Linked DNA regions of Macaca mulatta: region 1 is linked to region 2. A link is a contact called in public Hi-C data. All regions are on one chromosome and are shown on one strand. Each heading gives the region's core, a stretch centred on a gene start, on an enhancer-like site or on the middle of the called end of the contact. The rest is flanking DNA. Distances are from core to core; before and after follow the strand shown. Region 1 holds the start of LOC717246 (large ribosomal subunit protein eL20-like). Region 2 holds the start of PPP5C (protein phosphatase 5 catalytic subunit).

Region 1 (5,092 bases), core at 1,883-4,382, 46 kb after region 2:
ACAATGAACGCCTTGCTGTCTTCCTCAGTTCTGTGATTGGCTGGGCTTGGCTGTGCGGGGCGCACCTGAGGGCTGGAGGCATCTGAAGACTCGCCCGGCTGGACTCCATGGGGGCTGACTCCCGTGACTGCAGTTGCTGTGGGCCGTTAGCTGGGCCGGCACTGGGGCGCCTGCGTGTGGCCTCCATGTGGCCTGAGCTGCTCTCCCCGTGGCAGCTGGGTCCCTCAAGGGAGCATTCAATGTTTATATTTAAATCAACCAACTGCATTCCAGCTGTAGCACTTGCCTCAGCAATGTCCTGCCTCACATTCAATTGTCTCTTTCATTTCCTTCAATCTGCAACGTTTCCTCAGCCCCTCTTTGTCTTTGACATGGACGTTTGTGACGATCACGCTCCTCCCCCTCCCCGAGACTGAAGAGTGCTCCCTGTCTGGCCGCCGTCTCCTCCCCGTCAGATGTGGCCGGGCTGTCCAGTGGGAGCACCTCGGAGGGGACACAGCAGAGGCCCCATGCTTGTGATGTATGTTGCGGATCATTTTCCCCCATTCTGTCCTTTTTTGTTAAATGGTGGTGAAAAGCACATCACATAAACTGTACCACCTTAACCACTTGAAAGTCTATATCCCAGACTGTCTTTTATCTTTAGACTTCACTTGTGGTTTGTTGCCACGGTGCAGGTTTATTTTTATGAAGCCAAATGTATGAGTATTTCTTTAATTGTGCTGGCGTGGGAGTCGGTGCTTCTCCCCACACCCGGGTTTCAGGGAAGTTCCCTCGGGTTTCTTCTTCATGTCAAGATCTCCAGTCTATTTGGAGTTCCTTCTTGTATGTGATGTGAGGAATGGGTCTCATTTTATCTTTTTCCAAGTGGCTATTGGAGGAAGTTTTTAAACGAGAAGAGAAATTCAGAAGATGCTGCAAGAGATGGGGTCTTTACGGCGACCGATGTCTCGCTAAGTCAGAACAAAAAGACTCAGGCACACCCACCAGAAGGACCAGAACTTTGAGCGGATCAATGCCACAGAGCTGGGCTCAGGGAAACGGAAGGGATATGGGAGGGAGCGAAAGCATTTAACGGGGGAAGGTCTGGGTAAGCCGATAAGTTTTGGGGAATCAAGGGGGATAAATACACGTGAGTAGGGCTCTGAAGTTAGAGGCAATGAATTGAACAAAAAAGAAACAGTAGCTTCCAAAAGGGAGTGTGACCAAGAGACGCCCGTAGAGGCAGGTGATGAACATCCAGGGCTGGCCGGGCACGGGGGCTCACGCCTGTGATCCCAGCACTTGGGAAGGCAGAGGCATGTGGATCGCTTGAGCACAGGAGTCTGCTGAAGTAGGGGACAGCTTACGGTTTGGATCAGGGTCATCAAGCTGGGGACGTGCCAGGTACACGGAGGTGGGGGAGATGTTGGGGGCAGGTGTGGACACTAAGCAATGGTGTCGGAGGCTGCTGGGGAGTCTCAGGGTCTGGCAGGAGCAGATGTGAACTCCCAGGAGTGGTGGACATGAATTAGGGGTCCTAGAAGCCTCACCACCGACTAAGGAAGCTGTGAAGTAAAGACCAGAGAACCCGGGGGAGGGGGAGGCCTTAGATGCTCCCCACCCTATCGACCAGGATGGACCCAGGCATCCACCCAGCTGGGTGGAGCAGAGACTCCAAGGCAGGAAGGACCTGAGTTCTGTCTCCCTGTCGTTCTCTTGGTCCCTTTCACGCTGTCTTCCCCGGCCCCCATCTGTCAATGGCCATGATTAGGTCACAGACCCAAGCTCTGGCCACCAGGGCAGGCAGAGAGATGACCCAACCTCCATAGCACCAGTGGAGGGGGGCGGGGCCTGCCTCCCACCTATGGGGGATGTCATTTGCTTGGCAGCCAGAGGGACAGGCCACCACCCCACCCTTCCTTGCCAGCACCACACCTGGCAGATGGAGAAACTGGGCCCATGGTTGCCTCTGCCCACACCCTCCTGTGGCTCTCATCTCCGTGGTCCAGCAGATGTGGGGAGCCAGGGTGAGGAATTTGGACACTGGAAAACGTGTGGAAGCAGTTAAAACCTGAAGGGACCAGGAGGGGCAGGGTGGGCACCCATCTCAGGATAAGTCGAGGAACAGCAGGCATTTTCCACGCCTGGCCCCTTGGCTCTGTTCTAAGAGTTCACACGCATTAACATTGCATTCCAGCTCAGTCAGACACTTTTCAGATGCCCATTTTGCAGATAAGCAAGTTGAAGTACAGAGAGGTTAAGTTACATACTCAGAGTCACACAGCCAGCAAGTGGCAGAACGGGACTTGAGCACCAGCTGACTGGCTGCAGTCTGTGCCCTGAACCAGTTTGCAGTAGCATTGAGCGCTTTACGTGTCAGGCGGTTTGCAGGCACTTAGGGTCTTCGCAACAGCCCTTTGATGCCAAATGCTAAAATAATATCTGGGGAAAAGCTTTTGACCCCTTTTAGCAAACAAAAATTTTATGATGGCAAGAATTTATCCTGCCTGGTTAATCTGATTTTTCCCTTTTTAGTACATGGATGGTCCCTAACCTTACCCCTGAATAGAAAACTCACGACTTCCCCCAGAGCTGTGCAGCTCTCAAAGCATTTTTTTCCCCCTGAGATGGAGTCTCGCTCTGTAGCCCAGACTGGAGTGCAGTGGCGCGATCTCGGCTCACTGAAGCCTCTGCCTCCCGGGTTCAAGCCTCCTGAGTAGCTGGGATTACAGGCGTGTGCCACCATGCCCAGCTAATTTTTGTATTTTTAGTAGAGACGGGGTTTCACCATGTTGGTCAGGCTGGTCTCGAACTCCGGACCTCACGTGATCTGCCCGCCTCGACTGCCCAAAGTGCTGGGATTACAGGTGTGAGTCACCACGCCCGGCCTCAAAGCATTTTTGTTAGCGGTCTTTTACGATTTCTCCACCGGGCGGGGTGGATCACGCCTGTAATCCCAGCACTTTGGGAGACCAAGGCGGGCGGATCAGAGGTCAGGAGTTTAACACCAGCCTGGCCAACCTGGTGAAACCCCGTCTCTACTAAAAATACAAGAACATTAGCTGGGCGTGGTGGCAGGTGCCTGTAATCCCAGCTACTCAGGAGGCTGAGGCAGAATTGCTTGAACCCGGACCCAGGAGGCGGAGGTTGCAGTGAGCCGAGATCGCTCCACTGTATTCCAGCCTGGGCTACAGAGCGAGACTCCGTCTCAAAAAAAGAAAATTCTCGCTTTTGCGGGTGGCGGCGAGCGCGGAGAGGACGCCATGAAGGCTTCGGGCACCCTACGAGAGTACAAGGTGGTGGGTCGCTGCCTGCGCACCCCCAAATGCCACACACAGCCCCTCTACCGCATGCAAATCTTTGCGCCTAATCATGTCGTCGCCAAGTCCCGCTTCTGGTACTTTGTATCTCAGTTAAAGAAGATGGGCCGGGCGCGGTGGCTCACGCCTGTAATCCCAGCACTTTGGGAGGCCGAGGTGGGCGGATCACAAGGTCAGGAGATCGAGACCACGGTGAAACCCCGTCTCTACTAAAAATACAAAAAATTAGCCGGGCGCGGTTGTGGGCGCCTGTAGTCCCAGCTACTCGGGAGGCTGAGGCAGGAGAATGGCGTGAACCCGGGAGGCGGAGCTTGCAGTGAGCCGAGATCGCGCCACTGCACTCCAGCCTGGGCGACAGAGCCAGACTCCGTCTCAAAAAAAAAAAAAAAAAAAAAAAGAAGATGAAGAAGTCTTCAGGGGAGACTGTCTACTGTGGGCAGGTGTTTGAGACGCACCCCCTGCCGGTGAAGAACTTCGGCATCTGGCTGCGCTGTGACTCCCGGAGCGGCACCCACAACATGTACCGGGAGTACCGGAAGCTGACCACTGCGGGTGCTGTCACCCAGTGCTACCGAGACACGGGCGCTCGCCACCGCGCCCGGGCCCACTCTATTCAGATCATGAAGGTGGAGGAGATTGCAGCCAGCAAGTGCCGTCGGCCAGCTGTCAAGCAGTTCCACGACTCCAAGATCAAGTTCCCGCTGCCCCACCGGGTCCTGCGCCGTCAGCACAAGCCACGCTTCACCACCAAGAGGCCCAACACCTTCTTCTAGGTGCAGGGCCTTCGCCTGGGTGTGCCCCAAATAAACTCAGAAACGTCCCGGTGGGAAAAAACAATTCTCTTGGAACTGTTCTGTGCCTGTCAACTGCATGGCGCTAGGGGGCGCTGCAGCACCACGGTGTTTTATAGTCATTACAACACTCGTCCAGCAGATGGCGGCAAAGTGTTGGGGAAAGAGGATGCCCTTTTGCCAATCCCCATATATTTTTCTGATTTTCATTTGTATGGTATGCAAACATTTCCAATTCTCAAAATTTGGTCTCAGCTACCATTCTAACTATTTGAGGCTTACGCTTCTCTGTTTCCCGTCCACTCTGGGCCGAAGTCTTCCTGTCAGTGAAACAGGGATGTTTAAAGGCGTTTTCTTGGGCCCGTTTCCCAGAGCTGTCCTGACGACCCATTTGGGGCAGTTTCTCTCCTGTTGGGGCGTGGAGCTGCTCTTAAGGCCCTGCCTGCTGGATCCTCAAATAACGTGGTGGACACTCCCCTCCAGACCTCCTCTGTGGACCCAGGCTCTCCTCTCTCAACCCCTTGGAGTTCCCACCTCTTCTGGGCCCCAAAGTCCTGTCTCTAACTCAAAGACAGTTATCTGTGTTAAAATAAAATCACATGGGCCGGGAGCGGTGGCTCACGCCTGTAATCCACTGCGGGAGGCCGAGGCGGGTGGATCACTTAAGGCCAGGATTTCGACACCAGCCTGGCCAACATGGAGAAACCCCATCTCTATTAAAAATACAAAAATTAGCCACGCGTGGTGGCGCCTACCTGTAATCCCAGCTACTCGGGAGGCTAAGGCACGAGAATTGCTTGAACCCGGGAGGCAGAGGGGCAGTGAGCCGAGATCGTGCCTCTGCACTCCAGCCTGGGTGATAGAGGAAGACGCCGTCTCAAAAAGAAAAAAAAAAAAGTAACCTTTTCTGCGCTTGCTCGCTTTATTTTTCAGAGCTCTGATTGCACCTGGTGCGCTCATTTGTTTCTCAATAGCACGCCGACTTGTCAGGGAGGTTAA
Region 2 (4,702 bases), core at 1,885-4,384:
GTCTTTGTGACATTCTGTGAACCTGTGTTGTGGGTTGTGGGGGAGTTGTGATTCCTTCTACAAGTGCATATTACTGTCTGGGTGAAATGATTCTGCCTTATGTGTGTTTCTGGTTACTTTGGGTTTCCTGTGTTTCTCAGTGGGGAAGGTGCTGTTTTTTGTTTTGTTTTGTTTTTAACCTGCGTATGTCTGTGTGATGTGATTCTGCGTACATGTGTGGGACTGCTTGATGCTGTAATTCTGGGTACCAATGTGTGTCTGTGTGACATGATTCCCCATAGTTAAATGAGCATGTGTGTGCAAGAGTGTGTGTCCGTGGACTCATGTGCAGGTGGGTGCCTCTGTTGTCATGTATGTCACTCTTATAACCCCCCATACAGGGTTGCACATAGGAATCTCTTCAAGGGAAGAAAAACACTCTCAAACCTTTGCACTTCCTGTTCCTTTTGCCTGAAATGCCTCTCTCTCTTCCCCTCCTCCCCTCACTTGGTTATCTCCTACTCATATTTCACATCTTGGTTTAGGTACCAGCTACTCCAGGAAGCTTTCCCTGCCTGCTCCAATTGGGTAAAGTGCCCCTAAAAGCTCACCTCGGAAGCCCCCTCCCATCACAGCACTAGGCACTCTGCCCGACTCTGAGTATTGTCTGGTTTTGTTTGTTTGTTTGTTTTTTGAGACAGAGTCTCACTCTGTGGCCCAGACTGGAGTGCAGTGGTGTAATCTCGGCTCACTGCAACCTCCGCCTCCCAGGTTCAAGCAATTCTCCTGCCTCAACCTCCCTAATAACTGGGACTATAGGTGTGCGCCATCATGCCCAGCTAAATTTTTGTGTTTTTGGTAGAGACGGGGTTTTGCCATGTTGGCCAGGCTGGTCTTGAATGCCTGACCTCAAGTGATCTGCCTGCCTCGGCCTCCCGAAGTGCTTCGATTACAGGCATAAGCCACCATACCCAGCCTACTTTGAGTATTTGTGATGGAGTGAATATAAAAGCACGACTCTGCCGGGCGCGGTGGCTCACGCCTGTAATCCCAGCACTTTGGGAGGCCGAGGCGGGCGGATCACAAGGTCAGGAGATCGAGACCACGGTGAAACCCCGTCTCTACTAAAAATACAAAAAATTAGCCGGGCGCGGTTGTGGGCGCCTGTAGTCCCAGCTACTCGGGAGGCTGAGGCAGGGGAATGGCGTGAACCCGGGAGGCGGAGCTTGCAGTGAGCCGAGATCGCGCCACTGCACTCCAGCCTGGGCGACAGAGCGAGACTCCGTCTCAAAAAAAAAAAAAAAAAAAAAAAAGCACGACTCTGTGTCAGGCTCCCTGCCAAATGCTGTACTCGTGTTATCAAACTCTCCTCTAATCCTGTGTGATGGGGATAATTATTATCCCTGCTTTACAGAGGTTGAAACTGAGGCTTAGAAGAGGGTGATCACTTGCCCAAGGTCACAGAGTCAGGAAAGGATTCTGCTGGACTCAAACCCAAAATTGAAATCCATTATGGCAGCCTCCTTTTCCTCCAGCCCCCAAACAAACAATACGAACAAAGAACACAAAAGAAACATTTACTAAGCCACCAAGATGGGCTCTGGCACCTACAGAGGCAGTAGAGTGGCAATGAAGGACACAGGAAGTAGATAGGATTCCTGATCCTGGCTCTGTCACCTTCTTATGTTGTTGTGACCTTGGTCAAACACCTCTGCAAGTCTGTGTCTTTATCTGTAAAATGGGGATGATACTAATATCTGCCCTTTAGGGTGATTGTTGGTTGTGCTGGGGGCAGTGGGAGAGATGGGGATGGACTAACAAGAGGTTTGGGAGTGGAATAGATAGGTTTGGGAGTGTGCTTCCAGGAGGGTAACCAGAGCCTTACAGGACTTAGTGCTACCTGAGGGCTTAGAAAGGACAGACTGGAAGGGTGTACGGCAGATGGGGGTTGGGGAAGGGGTGGAATCTGGAGATTAGACTATTCAGCCTGAGGTTAGACTATTCAGGGTCTCCTAATCAGGAGTTTGGGTTTTCTCTTAAGGGTGCTGGGGCCATGGAAGGCTGGGAGTGAGGGTGTGCCATGGTTTTATTATGTCTTAGAAAGATCCCTCGGCCAGGTGCAGTGGCTCACTCTTGTAATCCCAGCACTTTGAGAGGCCGAGGTGGGCAGATAGCTTGAAGTCGGCAGTGAGGCCAGCCTGGCCAACGTGGTGAAACCCCGTTTCTATTAAAATACAAAAATTAACCGGGCGTGGTGGCAGGCACCTGTAATCCCAGCTACTCGGGAGGCTGAGGCAGGAGAATCGCTTGAACCCCGGGAGGCAGAGGTTGCAGTGCGCCTAGATTGCGCCACTGCACTCCAGCCTGGTCGACAGAGGGAGACTCCCTCTCAAAACAAAACAAAATAAAACCAAACCAAACCTCTAGCTGCCATGTGAAGGGTAAATGAGGGAGGCAGAGTGCATGCAATCAACGCTGTGATCTCAGACAAGAGAATCTGTAAAAAGGCAAACAGGAGAGTTTATTTGAAGATTCAGGATTTGGGAAGCTGAACACAGGAAGAAAGGGGATGGTGCAACACACTTCTGAGCCTTGCTCAGGACTTGAAATCCAGAGTGCCTTCATTTAAAAACTCAGAAACACCCTCAGGGTTGGACCTTTTTTGGCTTGAGAAGCCACCCATTTTTCAGAGATGGGTAACTGAGGCCCTAGAGAGGAAGGGAAGATTTGTTCAAGGTCACACAGGTAGCTGACAATAGGGCTTGACGCCCGGGTCCGGCTCCGCGTAGGGCATGGCGCTGCCTTGCAAAGCAGCCACACCCGCCAGCGACATTCACAACCCACCCCCCAACCCTAGAGGAGAGCAGGGAAATCCCACTTTAAGAACCGAGAAACTTTTTACAGCCTTGGAACACGGTAACTTTGGGAGCAGAGGCCACACCAGCTCTGTTTCCCCGCGCGCCCCTTCTCTCATTCCCTATTGGCTCTCTCTACCAGGGGTACCGTCCGGGGACCCTCTGGTCACCTTGTCCTCCGCGCGCTCTATGGCGAGAGGGACCTGCGCAGGCGCGTGAAGGGCCCCTTCAGGGCCCGCGCTTTACGACACTTGTGCGGCAGCGGCGGCGGCCACCCGGCGCTCCTTCGCGACGGTTCGGCCGGGTGCCGCTGGCGGCCGTTGCCAGGGTAGGGGTCGCTTTGCGGCATGGCGATGGCGGAGGGCGAGCGGACTGAGTGTGCTGAGCCCCCCCGGGACGAGCACCCGGCTGATGGCGCTCTGAAGCGGGCAGAGGAGCTCAAGACTCAGGCCAATGACTACTTCAAAGGTGCGCCCGCCTAGCAGGGAGGGTGGACAGCGGCTCAGGCCGAGGGTGCCGGGCCCGCGCGGAACCATGGCAACGCGGAGCTGCAGTCTGGGCGCGGGGCAGGCACTACCAAGTGACTGGGCGTGGGGAGGCCCAGGATGGCGCTACCAAGGGGCGACATAGGGGGCTTCGGAGAGTGATACCTAGGAGTGGCGTGCGGAGCGGGTGCTACTCAGTGGAGAGACTGAGGAGGGCGTCACCAATTGTGGGGCGAGAGGGGGACTGGAATGAGGGCGCTACCAAACGTGAGGCCTGTAGAGGGCGCTACCAGGCAGTGACATGTGGTGGGGGAGTGAGTGATGGCGCTACCAAATGGGGAGTCCTGGGGTGGGTGCCGCCAAGTGGGGAGTAGAGGAGGGACAGTCCCAATAGAGGCGGCAATCGTGGGGGTGGGGAATGGATCATTAGATGGGGGGAACAAGGAAGTAGAAGATTTGGGCTGACCGAGGAAAAGGAATGTGATGGTGGGGGCCTTGGGAGTAGGGGTGGGAATCCCCAAGAATAGTATCACTTAGAATATTGAGAAAGAGTCAAGTGTGGGGCACCCATTCATTCATTAATTCAACAAATATTTATTGAGTACCTGTTATGTGCCAAGGACTGTGCTTAACTCTAGGGATATAGCAGTGAAGGAGAGAGATGTGGTCCTGTCCTTAGCTTGTAATTTTGCAGGTGAACCAGACGTGAAAAAAAAAAAAAACATGTAAATAAGTAAAATACTTAAATTGTGATGAGTGCTTTGAAAGCAAACCAGCAGCGTGATGAAGTAGAGAATAAGGGTTGGAGGCTACTTTAGATAGGGTAGTGGGGGAAGGCCTTACTGAGCAGGAAGCATTTAAGCTGAAACTCACAGAGGAAGAACTGGAGAGGAGTGTTCCAGGGAGTTAAGGCAGCCTGTGCAAAGGCCCTGGGGTGGGGAATGAAAGGACACTGGCATGGCTGGGGCTTTTGCTAGTTAGCGGGAGACCAATAGCAAGATGAGATTAGGACAGAGGGCAGATCATGCAGGGTCTCCCCGAGTCATTGCAAAGAGCAGTTTGGAATTTTTTTTTTTTTTGAGACGGAGTTTCACTCGTGTTGCCCAGGCCAGAGTGCAATGGCGCAATCTCAGCTCACTGCAACGTCCGCCTCCCTGGTTCAAGTGATTCTCCTGCGTCAGCCTCCCGAGTGGCTGGGATTATAGATGCGCATGCACACCACCATGCCCACCTAATTTTTGTATTTTTAGTGGAGACGGGGTTTCGCTGTGTTGGCCAGGCTGGTCTCGAAACCCTGACCACAGGTGATCCGCCCACCTCAGCCTCTCAAAGTGGTGGGATTACAGGCGTGAGCCACCACTCCTGGCCCTACAGGAGGACACA

Evidence for each region. Hi-C and Micro-C count contacts between places; a contact is called where the count stands out from the background.
Region 1: a contact with region 2 is called in a Hi-C map of cortical neurons, with 2.3 times the contacts expected there. The contact joins the promoter of LOC717246 here to the promoter of PPP5C in region 2. A contact is called at or near these places in 2 of 14 Hi-C or Micro-C datasets (cortical neurons and liver).

The regions. Positions count from the first base shown.
Region 1 is chr19:58,888,652-58,893,743 of T2T-MMU8v2.0, forward strand. LOC717246 (large ribosomal subunit protein eL20-like) reads left to right here and starts at 3,133. Exons shown (of 2, transcript XM_077980790.1): 1 at 3,133-3,413; 2 at 3,713-4,224. The coding sequence starts at 3,246. The coding sequence ends at 4,075. It overlaps LOC144337229 (a long non-coding RNA gene), which reads right to left and starts at 4,972. Exons shown (of 3, transcript XR_013410030.1): 1 at 4,849-4,972.
Region 2 is chr19:58,842,963-58,847,664 of T2T-MMU8v2.0, forward strand. PPP5C (protein phosphatase 5 catalytic subunit) reads left to right here and starts at 3,135. Exons shown (of 13, transcript NM_001266086.2): 1 at 3,135-3,302. The coding sequence starts at 3,182.